2 separate regions of the Monodelphis domestica genome follow, and region 1 is linked to region 2. Evidence: chromatin contacts called from public Hi-C data. All regions are on one chromosome and are shown on one strand. The core of a region is the stretch at or near the end of the contact, and the rest is flanking DNA. Distances in the headings are between cores, read along the strand shown. Region 1 holds the start of IRF2BP2 (interferon regulatory factor 2 binding protein 2). Region 2 overlaps LOC103099221 (a long non-coding RNA gene).

Evidence for each region. Hi-C and Micro-C count contacts between places; a contact is called where the count stands out from the background.
Region 1: a Hi-C map of limb shows a contact between it and region 2, with 5 times the contacts expected there. The contact joins the promoter of IRF2BP2 here to the enhancer-like site in region 2. A contact is called at or near these places in 2 of 2 Hi-C or Micro-C datasets (limb and spleen and liver).

The regions. Positions count from the first base shown.
Region 1 is chr2:154,873,343-154,880,702 of mMonDom1.pri, reverse strand. IRF2BP2 (interferon regulatory factor 2 binding protein 2) reads right to left here and starts at 1,548. Exons shown (of 2, transcript XM_001378637.5): 1 at 341-1,548. The coding sequence starts at 1,469.
Region 2 is chr2:154,712,980-154,720,780 of mMonDom1.pri, reverse strand. LOC103099221 (a long non-coding RNA gene) reads left to right here. Exons shown (of 2, transcript XR_461838.3): 2 at 3,681-3,874. Among named protein-coding and RNA genes, the nearest start is that of IRF2BP2, 160 kb to the left of the region's middle. Within about 2 kb of position 5,865, at least 1 of the 2 cell types and tissues checked has open chromatin away from gene starts, as enhancers often do. A contact at or near this core is called in limb, where this site is marked.

The DNA.
Region 1 (7,360 bases), core at 299-2,798, 160 kb before region 2:
TGCATTGTGCATCTGGCTAAATATATGTCTGCTGAACAGGTTAAAAGGTGACTAGGGCCTTCATAACTCCTATCCCAAGAATGTGCTAGGAAAGGAAAACCCTCTGTCAGTGTCTATCACCCCAGTCTGACTCATCTCTGTTATGCTGCTTCAGCACATGAACACGTTGCCACCTAAGCAATGGTTCCGCCTCATGCAGATCAGGAAGTTGAGTGTTTGTTGTTTCTGGGGACTGGGGCAAGGTGGCAAATGGAAAGTGCCCCCCCCCTTCACCCCACTCACTATCCGCCCCCACCCCCACCGAAAAACCTCCCCTGCAAAGCAACAAGGTGCGGCCTACCTGCTTTGGCCCCGTTGGCGCCGTTAGCCTCGAAGCCCAGCATCCTACTAGGGGCCAGGGCCGGCTCCTTCTTGAACTTGCTCTCGAAGGGCCCCGAGTGGCCGTGCTGGTGCAGCGCCAGTAGCGTGTCCCGCACCGTCTTGGGCTTGTTCACCCAGTCTTGTTCCCCCGGCCCCCGACCCTTGCCTCCTCCCTCCCCGCCGAGTTCAGCCGCTCCCGACACCGAAACGGCTGCAGAGGCAGCTGCCAGGCTGTCCGCGGGGCCTCGGTGGGCCGCCTGGGTCTGCTTCTCCTTGGTCGTCTCCCGCGGCTCGTGCTCAGAGCCCGAGCCGCCGCCGCTACCAGATACAGAACCCGGCCGCTTGTGGCCGCCGAGCTCGGCGGGCTGTGCAGGGCCCAGGGCGGCGCCGGCGCCGCCGGAGATGGCGGCAAGCGAGGCGGCGGCGGCCCGGCTGCTGAGACTGAGGGCAGCGGGCAGCGGTGTGGCAGAGCCGTTCATCAGCGGCACCAGGGTGGGCGGCACCGCGTGGCCGCGCCTGGGGTTAGGGCTTTGGCGGTTGAGCTCAGGAGGCTCTTCCAGCTTGGAGAAGCCATTGGGCACCAGGATGCCATTCACTTGCTGCTGCTGCGGCGGGGGCGGCGGCTGTTGCTGCGGCTGCGGGGTCGTAGGCCCTCCCGCAGGCTGGCGGCTAGCTCCATACTCGGAGCCCAGCCTCGGGGGTGCCCGCTCTGCGGAGGAGGCGGCGGCCGCCAGGGGGTACCGTTCCAGGGCCTGCGGGGCCCGCGAGGCCGCCTCGGCTGCGGCGGCAGTGCTATGGCCCAGCTGTTGCTGCTGCTGTTGCTGCTGCAGGAGAATGTCCTTGGTGGAGAGCTGAGGAGGCTTCGAGGCAGCCGCTGCGGCCGAACCGGGCGGGGAGCGTCCCTCTGGGAAGCACCCGTGCGCCCGCTTGAGCTGCCGCGCCGTCTCAATAACAAACTCGACGCGGTCTGCTCCCTCGTAGTTCACGCAGCCTCGGCACACGGGCTCAGTGAAGTCCCAGATCATGGCCCAGGGCATGCGGGGCAGGTCACATAAGTAACACGACTGCCGCCGGGAAGCGGCCGCCACGGCCACAGCGGCGGTCGACATGTCCAAGGAGGAGGAGGCGGAGGTAGTTGTGGTGGTGGTGGTGGTGGTGGTGGAGGAGGCGCCGCCGCCCCCCGCCGGCAACACACGCACCCTCCTCCCCCCCAACCCCGCAACTCCCTGACCAGCGGAGGTGGCGGCAGAGGAGGCTGGGGCTGCAGCAGCAGCCGAGGCAAACCCCGGGAAGCCTTGGCCCCAGCGCAGCGCACCCCGTGCAGAAGGGGCGGGGGACAGGGAAGGAAAGGGTGCAACTGAGACAGCAGCAGGTCCCCTTTGCTGGTGCGGGCCGGCTGGGGGCTGTTGCAAGGCGGCTGGGGTTGCAGCAGCAAGGCCCCCGAGTCCGTGCAAACTGAAGCTGCAGCAGGTCTCCAGACCGGTGCAAACACCGGACGCGCTGGTGCAGGGGAGTGCAGCAGGTCTTCGGGGCCGGTGCTAAGCGAGGAAAAGGGGGTGGGGATGTAAAGGGGGGCGGGGGAAGGGAGGCGGGTGGGTGAAGTGATGCAGCCGCCGAGGGTTAGCTAGCCTGAGTGGCAGTGCATGCCGCACCGAGGTAGCAGAGTCAGCGTGGAGTTACTACGCAGCGCGGCTCCCCAAGTCAGTCGTCCCTCACAACTACAGCTGCTGCTGCCGCCGTCGACTCCACCACCTACTACTTCCCCCAGTCTCTGGCGTCACCGCCCAGCCCCAGCTACCACTGCTACTGCCGCTGCTGCCTCTGCTGCCTCTGCCGCTGTTGCTGTTGCTGTTGCTGCTGTAGCTGCTGTAGCTGCTGTAGCTGCTGAGGCTGCTGAGGCTGCTGAGGCTGCTGCCGCCGCCGCTGCCGCGGCTGCTCCACTTCTACAGACTTGATTCTTCGACAGCCTCCGAAGGCGCCTGCGCGTTAGGGTCCCCCTCCTTTCCTCTCTTGCTGCCTCTCTCTCCCTTTTTCCCCCTCTTTTTTTTCCTCTCTTTCTCCCTCCCTTGTGCTCATTGAACTTCTGCCAAGATAACAAGAGCTGCAAGAAGAACCAGCTCCTTGCTCCGAGTACTGGCTAGTCAGCAGCCGTTGAAGGGGGAGGGAAGCATTTAGGGAGGAGCAGAAAGTCTTTCCAATGTGAATGTGATGCAAATGTTGTTTTTCTTTTCCTTCACTTTCCTCCCTCCCCCCTCCCCTGCCCTACACCCCCTTCACCTTGCTCCCCCTTTACGCTATATTGACTTATCAGCCAGAATATTTTCTGAAGTTCTTTTGGCCCATATCGCGCTTAAAGGGCAATTTCCCCTTCAAAGCCCCCCAAAGGGATGCGACTTTGTGTGGCGTCTGTTAATCACATCAAAGTGCCGTTTTGTTTATGTTTTGCACGGTTTGCAGGATCACATTTTAAACCTAGGAATATTTGAACTGTAGGTTCAAAGCCTCAAAGAAGGTTGAATTATAAATAAAGATGCTACATTCCTAGTTGCATTTATAGAAAATGTGTTTTTTCTTTCATCTGATTTAGGAAAATGAGACATAAAGAACTTTTGCTGACAAAGGACGGGCTTTTTAAAAATACATATCCACGTCAATTTGCTTGTTTGGCTTATTTTTTAAATTGATTTTCATATCTCTATGGGAAGAGGAAGGGAATGCTGTGCAAATGAAATATATTAACATCCCTTTTCTAGTGTAACTTGCAGTATTACGGGGAATGAGCAAATACGTTGAGTTCCTCTTCCCAAATACGTTACATTTCTTCCTTCCTTATAATTTCAAATGCTGTACAACTCATATGATCGTTAGCCCATAAAACTACAGTTGAAAGTGGGTTATCTGTTCGTCTGTGCTACCCATGGTAAGATGAAGCAGTGACTACAACAGGAAATGGTTCCATGAGGCCAGGCTGGTTTGTGTAGAATGGACAACGTGGAAGTGATGCCTGCAAGCTCAGCTGCCTGTAGGTCGCCATTCCCTACAGCTCAGTAGCAGCAGCAGCAGCTTTATGTAGGTTAGAAAGGGGGAAGGGAGCTACTTGTGACGTTGGCATTTTGTCCCAGGCTGCCGCTGCCCCATGTGCCTCAGCCGCGTAGTGCGCAGGCTCGGTAGGGACGTGACTCTATGCAATTGGCACTTGAAGCCTCATTAAACGAAATGCACATTCCAGGGATAGAGGGAAACAGAGAGAGATCTATAGCCAGCACCTCCGTCACAGCACAAGGCACCGCCTCCCGGCTGCTATTTCTGGGATCTCAGGTCCCTCCCTCAGTCAGGCTAAACTTTTACTAAAGGTAGCGAGAGCAGCTTGTACAGTACTTGGGGATGAGTGTAAAAAGCTTCATTATAATACTCTTTCATCTTGCAGTGACTAGAAGCCTACTTTAAGCATAAAATCAGCGGCCGCTCTTTCATTCAGAGTAGCTATGAGCAGACTGGGGCTAGTGGCACCCAGTTGGCATTAGGGGTTATAGGGGCCGTTTACAATTGCACATTTGGCTGCTGCTATATGTTTGGTGAAGGGGGGAGGGGTGGTGTGTTTGTAATTACACACTCAGCTGGGTTTAGTATGTAGCATGGTTGCGGTAACAAACCCGGCTGGCACGAAGATTGATTCACAGTTCCCGGGTTAGTGTAGACTTTTCATTGAATTGAAATTTTATTTTTGCCCATTATAATGCTGCGCTAATTTTTGGATTATGTTTGTTGACGAGTAAATACAGCAAATGCTCTTCAATTAAGAATTTTAGATTTCCAGCTTTTTTTCCTCCCAGTGAATCCCGGTTCACCTCTCTTCCTTAGACTGGAATGAGCTGGTTAAGTGTGGGAAGATGAGGGTAAATAATTATATTATGTTTCCTCCAACTGGATTGGTAGGGAGGGATAGAGGGGAAAAAATCCTGCTGACGTGCCTCTTTTGTTTTGCTCTTGAAAATGCTAGGTTGCTTGAAAGGATTAACCAAAAGGAAGAGAAAAAAAAACCCTCAGAGATAGTTGTGATGAGTCTTAAATCACATGAAAAAACCTGTTCTAAAAATTACACGGAGGTACTTTAATGCCAAACTTAAATGTTTTTACATGTTTAAACCCTACATAAGTCTTCTCGGTATTTCCAGAAAAGAAGGCTCTACTAATAGCTCAAAAGCCTCTCCCCCAGCACATTGACGGATCTCCCCTCCTCATCCCAATCCCAGCCTCACCCTATAATAAACAGGGAGAATGTAATCACTCCAGATCTTACTCTAGTGCAAGCTGGGGCAAATGTAACCCTCCCTGACCTAGTCTAGTGCAAACGGGTTAGGTAACTCTTTCATCTTTACAGTTGTGACTGGTAATATCTATTCCCCTTAGGATATTTCCCCCCCAGGAGTGGGCTAAGGAGACAACTCTTTGGAATCCTTTAAACTACCATATCAGTTTGTGATCGATAATTCGTTCTCACAGACATCCTGCTGAATGTTGGCTTAAGCCAAAAAGCATACTTGTGGATTGTCCAAGGCCCATAGAATAGTCCCTTCCTCAGCTTACCCATACCATGCCTTTACTAGCTGGTAATTGCAATGTTGAATGAAATAAAATTCACCTATCAAAAACACATTTTTGCTAATTTACATAAAGCCAGTTCTGAACTATCATGAACCAAACTCCTAAGAATTCACACTTAAAATGGGAATCATCAAATATAAATTCACCCATCAAAGCTACCAAGGGTCTTAAAGGAGTGATTTCCCTCCCCCCACTCTCCCCACTCCCCAAAACATTTCCTTTTCATTTTACTTTGGCTATTTAATGTTGAAACTATATTGTAACTTCCTTAATGAAAGGATTACTTTAAAATGGAAAAAAAAAACCAACTCGACCCAACCCTATTTTGATGCTGTGCTGCTAGGACATAAAAGGCTCTGGATACAAGAGGGTTAAAGCCTTGTTGCTGGGCCTTTCAGAATAGCAATTGCTTATACTGTATCAAATATCTTTCAAGCTGCCAGAGCTTTTATGCCGCTCTGAAGCAGGTTTATCAACGTATACTAAGTAAACAAACCTTTGTTTTTGTCTTCCACCCACCGCCCTCTCTCCCTCCTCAGACTGAAGTTGGATCCCTTCCAAATCGGCTGCAGGAGCAGCAGCAACAGCAGCAGCAGCAGCTATTGCTGCCTCCTACACACACACACACACACACACACTCAGGAGCAGGGTTTCTAGGGTGAGGCAATGCGTCTGCAATTCACAGAGACAAGGCAGGAATTGTAATTGTACTTCATCATGTGACGACTTATGAAAGAGGAAGTTTGGATGGTTTAGTCACGTAGTCCTTTGCCCTCTCGCCTCCAGGTCTCCTCCAAGGAAAATTAGTATCGTTTTTGCCCCTTGGAATCAAGGATGCAACACTGATGGCAGCTTGTGTCTGTATATATAAATGCATTATTTATATATGGACACACGTAAGCATTGTAAACTTTTATACGGCAGAAGAGAAAAGGCAGAGAGAAAACCTGCCAGTTGTAGATGGATTTTAACTGAAACACAGAAACTGCAATTTTACCTAAGCACTAGGAAATACTATAGGGAGCAATCCTGCATGGACAAGATGAAGTAATAGGATCCCTTCCAGCCCTGATTTCTATGGTTCTTGTTATAAAATCATAGCGCTGGAGCTAAAGGAAAACTATTTAAATAATTATTGCCAAAAAGTAGGAATTTGGGTGGAGTAAGGAGATGGAAGGGAAGAAGAGGGAGCAAAACTGATGGTTGAAGCTTCAGGCTAAACAGCTACTCTCCAAAACTATAATTTAAGAGAATTTTCATTGTGTGGAAGAAAATAAAAAAAATTTTTTTCAAAAAATAAATTGGGTCCACAGAGAACACCTCCCCCAATATTCTTCTTGACAACCACATTGTAACCTTGGACATACAGTACAGTACACAGAAATAATTACTAATAGAGGACACCTAATGGAGCTCAGCAGTACTGACATGAAGCTGCTGCATAAAGCCTATTGAACTAGAGGAAAACATAAGCATAATTTTCCATTTCTGGTTGCAGTACTATATTATGAGTAAGAAGAGTATGATTTCATTGATAGTTTGGGGAGATATGACTGGTGACTACACTGAGTTCATTGATTTAATCTCAGATCCAGATGTAGAATCACAACCTTCATTTTCAAAATGCAGTTCCTGGTAAGATTTTGCTAAGTAAAGCTTCCAGAATTGTGACTCTGAGGATATTTGGAGGTGGAAGGTGGGTGGGAACATGACTCCAAAAGCAGTTACTTGAATTTCCTGTGGCCTCTATTCTCCATTCACTATGCTTAGGTAAAGGCTGAGAAAAATCTGTTAATCATAAGCAAATTTTTTTCTTTTAAAAATGATCATAAAAACTTCTGAAATAGATGAAATAGCCCAAAATAAATACTATTGTTACATATTATAATTCCATTTTAGTTTTTAATTTGCAAACTTTTTTTGGAAATAGTTTCTCTTCCGTGAGACCTTTTCTTAAAGATTCTATCTGCCTTGTCATAGAGAACTCACAGATAATTAAAGGGACCACTGTATAAGAGGGAGATAAACTCTCTGTGGAGGGTCTGAGAATTAAGCCAAATAAAGTTGCAGGAGCTCTTAATCATCCATATATTACGTATGTACAGACACAGTTAAACATCAGCTTATGTGTAAACATATTTACAAGCTCTCGTTTATAGTAAAATTTGGGGTCATGATGTCGACTGACTACCTAACTGTGTCAAAATTTAAAGAGTCTAAGTGAAAAAATACAGACAAAGAAGAGACTGAGGTCACCACACTAGCTCAGTTTGCAAGAAAGTTTGTAGAACTGGAAAGGATTCAATAGTCATTTGATGCCAGACATACTTTATATGGAACTCTTTTATTGACTTTTTGAAAAATAGTATGACAGAACTCACTCTTCTGGATTAAT
Region 2 (7,801 bases), core at 4,616-7,115:
AAAGAATCCTTCTTTCTTCTATTGATTACAAAATAAATAAACAGATCTTCAATCCTTCTGCAATATAGTGACCACTTGGGTTATACTTAGAATAGACTGAAACCTTTTAGAATTTCCCCTTGGAGACTAGAGCCACATGCGCATTTAACCCTCAACAGGCTATGAACTGGTTTCTAGCAAATGTTTATCTCAGAGTTGGATGGTTATTGTGAGTAAATGCTGTGTTTTCAGGAAGCCTGATCTTTGAAGAATTGGTGTAATGCCGTATTCTATGGAGAAAAGGATGCTGGCTTTGCCACTCAAGGACCTGGGCTCAAATCTAGGCTTTTGCCACCTGTGCCCTAGGTGACCTTGGACAAATTCTCTCTCTCTCTCTCTCTCTCTCTCTCTCTCTCTCTCTCTCTCTCTCTCTCTTTCTCTCTCTCTCTCTCTGTCTCTCTCTCTGTCTCTCTCTGTCTCTCTCTGTCTCTGTCTCTGTCTCTCTCTTGGTCTCCATCTGATCATTTATACAAGGAGAAATAAATAAAATGGAACTATTTAGAGTTAAATGAAATTTAAATTTAAATAAGTTAAACTAAATAAAATGACCTCTAAGGAGGGTCCTTTGCAATTCTTGACCCATTATCTTAGCATCCTATGATCTCTGATGAATGTTCCCTGCTGGAATAACAGAAACTTGAATGAGTAGAAAGGAACAGCCAAAACCCCCCATCCAGTGGCTCAGGGCTTGGCTCCCAGATCCCTCTGGCCCCACATACCCTATCCCTTGTTGGAGACAGTATTGGAGGCCAGGGAGTATTTTTATCCCATTTTCCGAGCGGTGGGGATCAATGATGGTCAGTAAAGAACACATCTCGGTCAGCAAGGACGGTCATTTTGTCCTTGGCCGACTTTGGTAGGAGAGAAAGGGAAGACTGTGGCCATCTGACATTTGGTGAAGCTTTTGGCTGCGTGATCGCAGAAGAGTAACTGGAAATAAATTTCTATTTGCCTGCTTATGAGTAGAGCCCAGCAGATTGAATCTGAAGCCTATAGGTCCAGTAAACAAAGAGCTGTGATAAGTAGCAAGATATTTCTCTGAGCAAATGTGGGCAGTTCCGGACTGCAGGGAGCTGTTTCCCATCTCTCTAACAGTCCTGTGAGTTTTTTATGACAACGATCTCCATAGCAACCAGGTGCCCCGACACTAAGTGGATATTAAAGATATTAAATTGGAACCTGGTGAGGGAAATCCTTTCTGGCTTGGGTTTCACTAGAGTCACATTAGGTTGGGAGAGAGTGGGTGGGATCACCAGGCCTGGAGCTTTCCTCCCGGGGCTCTCTTTGGAGACCACTGGCTGCAGGGGTAGGGAGAGGAATGTGGCTGGCCTCTTCCTCCTGAGCAATTTCTTTTATTATTTTTACTAATGATGTAGAAGAAAGGGTAAACAGTAGATTAATTAAATTTGTATGAAGTTAAATGGGGGAGGTGTTGCAAACACCAGCAAGGACAGAAATTATGTCAATGGCCCTGGAGGAATTAGAAATACAGTCAGGAAATAGCCAAGGGAAAATCGACCTGAAAAAATGCAAGCTGGTACATGTTAGGGCAAAAAAATACAAATCCCTGGCACACAGAGAGAGGGGGACATTTACAAAGCCGCACAACTGGGGCCAGGAAGAATAATAAATGAAAGAGATCTCTTAATGGGAACTGGATGGAGGCTCTGAGACAGGAGGCAAAGGCAGGACAGCACCAATACAGCTCTGAGCTGGCTGGACAGAAGCACTGAATCACAATGAGGAAAGAGATGAGACTCCTTCACGGTGTACTACCGGGGAACTTGGAAGAGCTTGTTATGAGAAAGAGGGTAGAAAAAGAATGAGAAAGGAAAAGAAGAAAAGCAAAACCCAACAGCTCAAAAGAGACAGCACCAGCCTGTTCTAACTTGTGAATCAATGACAGAAGACTCTGCCATCAGCAGAATCCCATCCCCTGAAAAGTAATCATAACTGCTCATATTTATTTAGTACTTTTATATTTCCAAAGTGCCAGACATATTTTTGTCAATAACACTGAGTTTAGGTGCTACTACTACCTACATTTTACAGCTGAGGAAACTGAGGGACAGAGCAGTTAAAGGAACTTGCTTAGGGTCACACAACTGGTAAATGTCTAAGGAAGGATTTGAACCCAGTTCTTGGGACTCATTTTTGGCTTCTGTTGTGAAAACAACACAAAGGAAAAGTCAGATGAAACAGGGTTAATCCTTTAATTTAAAGGGGAGGGAGCTGTTCCCTCCTACCTTTTCCCTTTACCCCAATCCCCAGGCTAGAAAGAGGTTCCTTTTTATTTGAAGTGATGATATCCATATGCTGAGTGAGTAAGAAGGGAATGCGATCAATACACAAGAGCCAGGACTGGGAGAAGAGAAATAACTGAGTGAGTAAGAGGGAGTGAGCTGACGAAATGCAACAAAGAAAAATGCAGCTTGAACCACAGGAGAAGTTTCCCTGGGTGACATCTAAATCTTCTGCAAATGGACTTGTAGAGGGAACTCCCATTGCTCCCATAATGTGTAACAGGACTGGTCTAGTATGCCGAGCACACAGTTGGGAAGGAAGCATGCAGGATGTGTGGGGAGTGGGTAGGAGATGGGGGGAGGGGGAGGGAAGTTAGGGAGGTGGGAGGGTGGGGCAGGGATGGGGAATGCAAGCAAGATGACCTAATACTTGATTCTCTCCTTAATCATTCCATGAACTCACTCTTTATGGATTCAATTTTGAAATGTGTGGTTTGTTGGTGTTGGTTTTTAAAAAAATTTTTCAGGATATTTGGATCCCTCCAAGCTAAGAGTGACAGGAAAGGAACCTTCCTTCCCCTAGAGAAAAGTTAGGGGTTAAATCTGCCTATGGGTAGTGTCAGGGGAGACAATGAAAGGAAACCACATTCTCCATGAATGAGGGGAGAGAAGCAGGGCAGAAGGCATTTTCCCTACTTGACATAAATAAGGTCCTCAATATGTTTAAAATTATTTAACATATCTTTGAAAAGGAGCTTGGCTTGCCAACAGACAGACAGACCGTGCATGGAGAAAAAGCTTCTCCCTAGCTTCCTTCTCTGCTTCAACCCCAGAGATGGTAGGCAGGGAGTTTTGGGGGTCTTTGTTTAGTTCTTCATTAACGATTCATAAAATTCCAGATCCCTGCACAATAAGTACAGTCCTCTGAATGTTATTAGAAAATCCTATTTCTAGTCTGTTATGAAACAGAAGTTTTGATGTGCAGCCAGATTTATGTGGAACTCTGGAAACGGAACACTTGGTGCTCTGTAAAGCCTGCGACCGAGCGGGTGTTACATAAAAAGCTTTCCTAGCAACTCAGGTTTATCACAAAATGAGAGGCAGCCATGGAAAAAAAAAATCAAACGAGTTAATGCAAAAACAGGAGCCAAACCACTATCCCCATTTGCTCCAAGGCTGACAAATATGGAGGACCAATTTTTAACCCCTGCTAGGAAGGGAGATAGAATGACAAGCATTTCTGTCCCTTCTGCAGGTAGAGACCAATGAATGGCATTGTGGAATTGTCTGGCTCACCAACAGGGACATGAAGACAAAGCAACTAATTTTTTTTTTTTTGTTCCTGAACTAATTGCTTATTGAGATGCACATAAACACATCTTCTTTCCTCTTCCTCAGGCCTCACCCAGTTATTCTGGGTACAGCAATGATAAAAGAAAGTAAGGTCACGTCATCAAATCTCTGCCAAGTGAAACACATCTAATGGCGAGACGGCATGTCTGAAGCAAATGGATAAAAATCTCATTTCCAAGCTATTGGATCCAAAATTATGTAGATTAAAATCAAATCCTTTTTGGTTGTTGTTGTTGGGATTTTGTGAGTTTTGTGAGTTTCTTAGAGGCATTCATCTAGTGACTTTTTTTTTTTAATCCCTAAGGTTGGGGGATTTAAATCCTAGAAAAGGAAGGAACCTCCCAAAATTGTTTTGAAGTTATAATTAAGGATCAGCAAACTATTGTTATTTTTAGTAAAAATGTCAGTCAGTGCACATCAGAGAAAGCCATAGAGGAAAAGAAAAAAAGGTTTTCCCTGGCAAGAAATTGATGGCGTTTTTGAGTAAGAGGATGAGATGGGTGAAGGGGAATCTGGGTGAGGAAGACCTGGAAGTTGAGAGGAATTAGACCTTTGCAGAGAAGAGGAAATCCCCTTAGTAAAAGGCCCCGGTTATCCTTGGTGACCCAAATCTTCCATACAACAACCCCATTCCGTATACCTTTGTCAGGTTTCAGTTCTGAGTCCATTATTTTGACTCCCAAAAGAAAGGGCACAATTTACTTTGAGAGGGAGAAGGATGATTAAAAAAAACAAAAACACCCTGCTTTTTTGATGAGCACACTTTTCTTGCACAAAGGTCAGTCCCCGATTCAGAGATCTGACGGAGATAAGAGTTGACCTTGAAGGTCTCTTGAGGGATTCACAGATACCTACTCCTTGCTAAATTGGTGTTCTGGAAGAGAAAAGGCAGGGGGAGGGGAGCAAGTTCCTTATTTGTGCTCAAAAACAATGGACCCTAGTCGGCTTCTGAGCCAGGATCAGAATGTGTGCTCCTGCTTTGTCATGGTAGGCAAGCAAAAAACCATGTAAAAATCTGGAAAAGGGGCTTGTACGGAGCTACCTTATTTCTAATTTAATTAAAACCGAAAGGAAAATAAAAAGGAGGTGGGTGGCGCAACCAACCAAGACCAGGGGAGTGTGGGCTGAGTCACTCTTAAAGTAAATCTTATTACACCTATATAATAAAAGAAGGGGGGGGGGGGAATCCCCTGCAGAACGTTTCACCCAAGAATCCCCTCCTGCCCCACAGGCAGGTGGAAGGAGACCGCTTCCAGAAGGACCCCGTGTGCCGGCAAGCATCTGTCCACTCCGCTCCAGCCAGCACGGTCATAATGAGCCAATTTCAAATGAAATGAGATCAATACTATTCATTTTTCCTCTAGCCGGTTCCCAAGTGATTCATGAATCTGAAAACTAGTTCATGAATCAGAGCAGGGTGGGGTGGCGAGGACTGGAGGCGGGGGCTGGGGAATATGTGTGTGCAGTCACAAACCTGGATTTCTTTTCATGAACACAGCCATTAGTTGCATAACGCTGGGGCTGCCTGATAGTTTAAACCAGTCTTTTAGGAAGTGGAAGCGTTTGTTCCACAGAGGACTTCTTTGACTAGCCTCCTTCTAGAATGGACAAGAGTGACGCCGCCATATATGGACAGTTCCCTTAGCCCCTGGGTGTTTGCACAGCAGTGCGCGCTTCGGAGAATGCATGGGCACGCATGCATGCGTGTATGTGTGTAAGCGTTCGTGTTTCTAGGATGGTCTCTGCGTGTGACACACACAAGGAGTGGAACTGGCCACGGGCCCTTTAAATGCGAGCTGGGGCCAAGCCCATTTCTCTGTGGAGCTTCGTAAGGAAGCACATGATGAGGGCAGTTGGAAACCACAGCCCTGTAAGTGCTGATTACAGCCTACTAAGGAAAATGAGATTTTTATCTCGCAGGAATTCAGTTATAAAAATAAAATACAGCGTCTGGCTTGATTCAGCTAAACGTACTTGCATCAGGGTGTTTTTAATTTAACCGAGAAGCCGGGCAGTAAGAATGACCTAAAACACAGCGTTGAAAGAAAGCAGGGGGAGAAAGGGAGGGAAGGGAGGAAGGAAGGAGAGAGGTTATGAGGGAGGGAGAGGAGGGAGGGAGGTGGAAAAAGAGAGAGAAGAGAGAGAGGGGGGAAAATCACCCTCTTGGCAAATGAATGCAGCAGGGATGATGTCATTGGAACAGTTGGGGGAGAAAAGAGAAAAACAACTCCGCTGTACTAATCCTGTTTGCTGCCCTAAAGGGAATGGAAGGCAGCCAAGGCAGGGAGTTCTGGGAAACCATATAAGGGTGCCAAACAAGCTTTGCCGCCAACATTAGGAACTGACATCTTTGTTCTTTGTAACTTGGCTGCCTGCCAGAGGCCTCATTTCAGCTCTGCGGCATGATTACACTGGACATCTGCCAGCTGAGCTCTGTGAGCTCCTTTTCTTCTCTCCAAGCTTTTTTTTTTCTCCTCCTCTTTCTTTTTGCCAAACATGCAGCAGTTACCATGGCAGTCGAAAGTAAAGTTAAAAAAAAAAACCAACAAAGCAGAGAGGCACGCCTTTATCCAGATGTGCCACATGTGGAGATATAAAAAGCAGCTAACCTATTAATCAGGCATTTCATAAAAGAGAGAGAGAGAAAGACAGACAGACAGACAGAGAGAAACAGACAGAGAGAGAGAAAGAGAGAGAAAGTGAGAGAGAGAGAGAGAGAACTAGAGCACTCAAGCAATAGCACTAAAGCTGGGAAAGGTGACACAAGGATAAACAATAAGCACCCACAACAAAAATGGCCCACTGTACCCCCTGGGAAAAAAAGAAGGAAAGAGAAAAGGGCTTACTCCTCTAGTCTGTTTTTTTTTTCCTTTTTTTTCCCCTCAAGATATTGTAGGGTGCAGAATGGGAAATGCCCTGATTTCTCCTGTGCCCTGTGTCTAAAAAGCTTCAGAAACCCTCATTCTTATGTAGCATTAAATGGAGAAATGATAGGGGGCAGTTGGACAGAAGGAGGGAGGGAGGGTAGCTCAGCTGAACTCTGCTTGCCCAGGTGAAAACATGCCTGCTGACAAGATCCAGCTGATTGGGGAAGGAGGAAGGGATTTATTTTTTTATTTTTTGTTTTTTTGCCTTGGGACTCTAGTGCAGCCAAAAGATAATACTGCAAGTTGCGTGTCCATGCTGTACTGTACAATTAGCCACTATTCAGGATTCTTGCAAGGAGGCGGAGAGGGCTTCATGTTAATTTGTGGGCACTGCGGGGAGCTTGATGGGCAGCTGGATTCCTCTAACAGGAGGGGTATAGCTCGATTGACCTTTGAGGTCTCTTTTCCTGGCCCCCTGCTCCCAAATCCAAGATGCATAGAGTAGTTTCACTTTACAAGGAGACTATGTATGAAAAGTTCATTGCCCAGTGATTTAGAGTCGAGCCTACTATTTTTAATCGGGTTCGTTTTTCACCTGCCTGAAAAGTGGAACATCTCTTGGGAGGTGACAAGCTGTGATCAAAAGAAGGTCTCCAAGCAGATAGAGTTGGCCGGTTTCCTAGGGGAAGGTTACTGAGAAGTAAGGATTAGGTTGCCAGCTTTTCCCCCCACTGCAAAATCTGACACTCCTCAGCAAGGTTCTCAGAGGGGCCAACTCTGAAATTCAGAAGTAGCTCTGAAGGGAGCTGACGACAGATTCGTTGCCTCTTTTCTGGCCCTGAGAAGGGAGGACAGAAGCAGAAGTTGATGCAATGACGTCTGTGGCAGCCTCTTTGGAAAACAGCCTGGCTCATTGTTATCTTTAGAATGGCCACACCTCAAACTCCGATGGAGGCCTACTGTTGTTTCTCCTGAGTAGGCACCATTTTATCCCTTTTCTAGAGGGAGAAACTGAGGAAGAGGTCTGCTTCATCAGAGCGGTGCCATAGCGAATCTGGAGGGTACCTTCAAGATCTTCCCATCCCCACTTTATCGCAAAAGAATACCCAATTTTTTCAGGAAATATTTCCAGCCAGGGACTGTGATCTTAAGCATGTTAAAGCAAACTCATAGAATCAAGAGGACCAAGTTCTACCACTTACAACCTACGTGAGCTTGGACAAATCATTTCATAGCTTTGGGGCTTCACTTTTCTCACGTGTAAAATTATAGAATAGATTTAGATGGCCTCCAAGATGC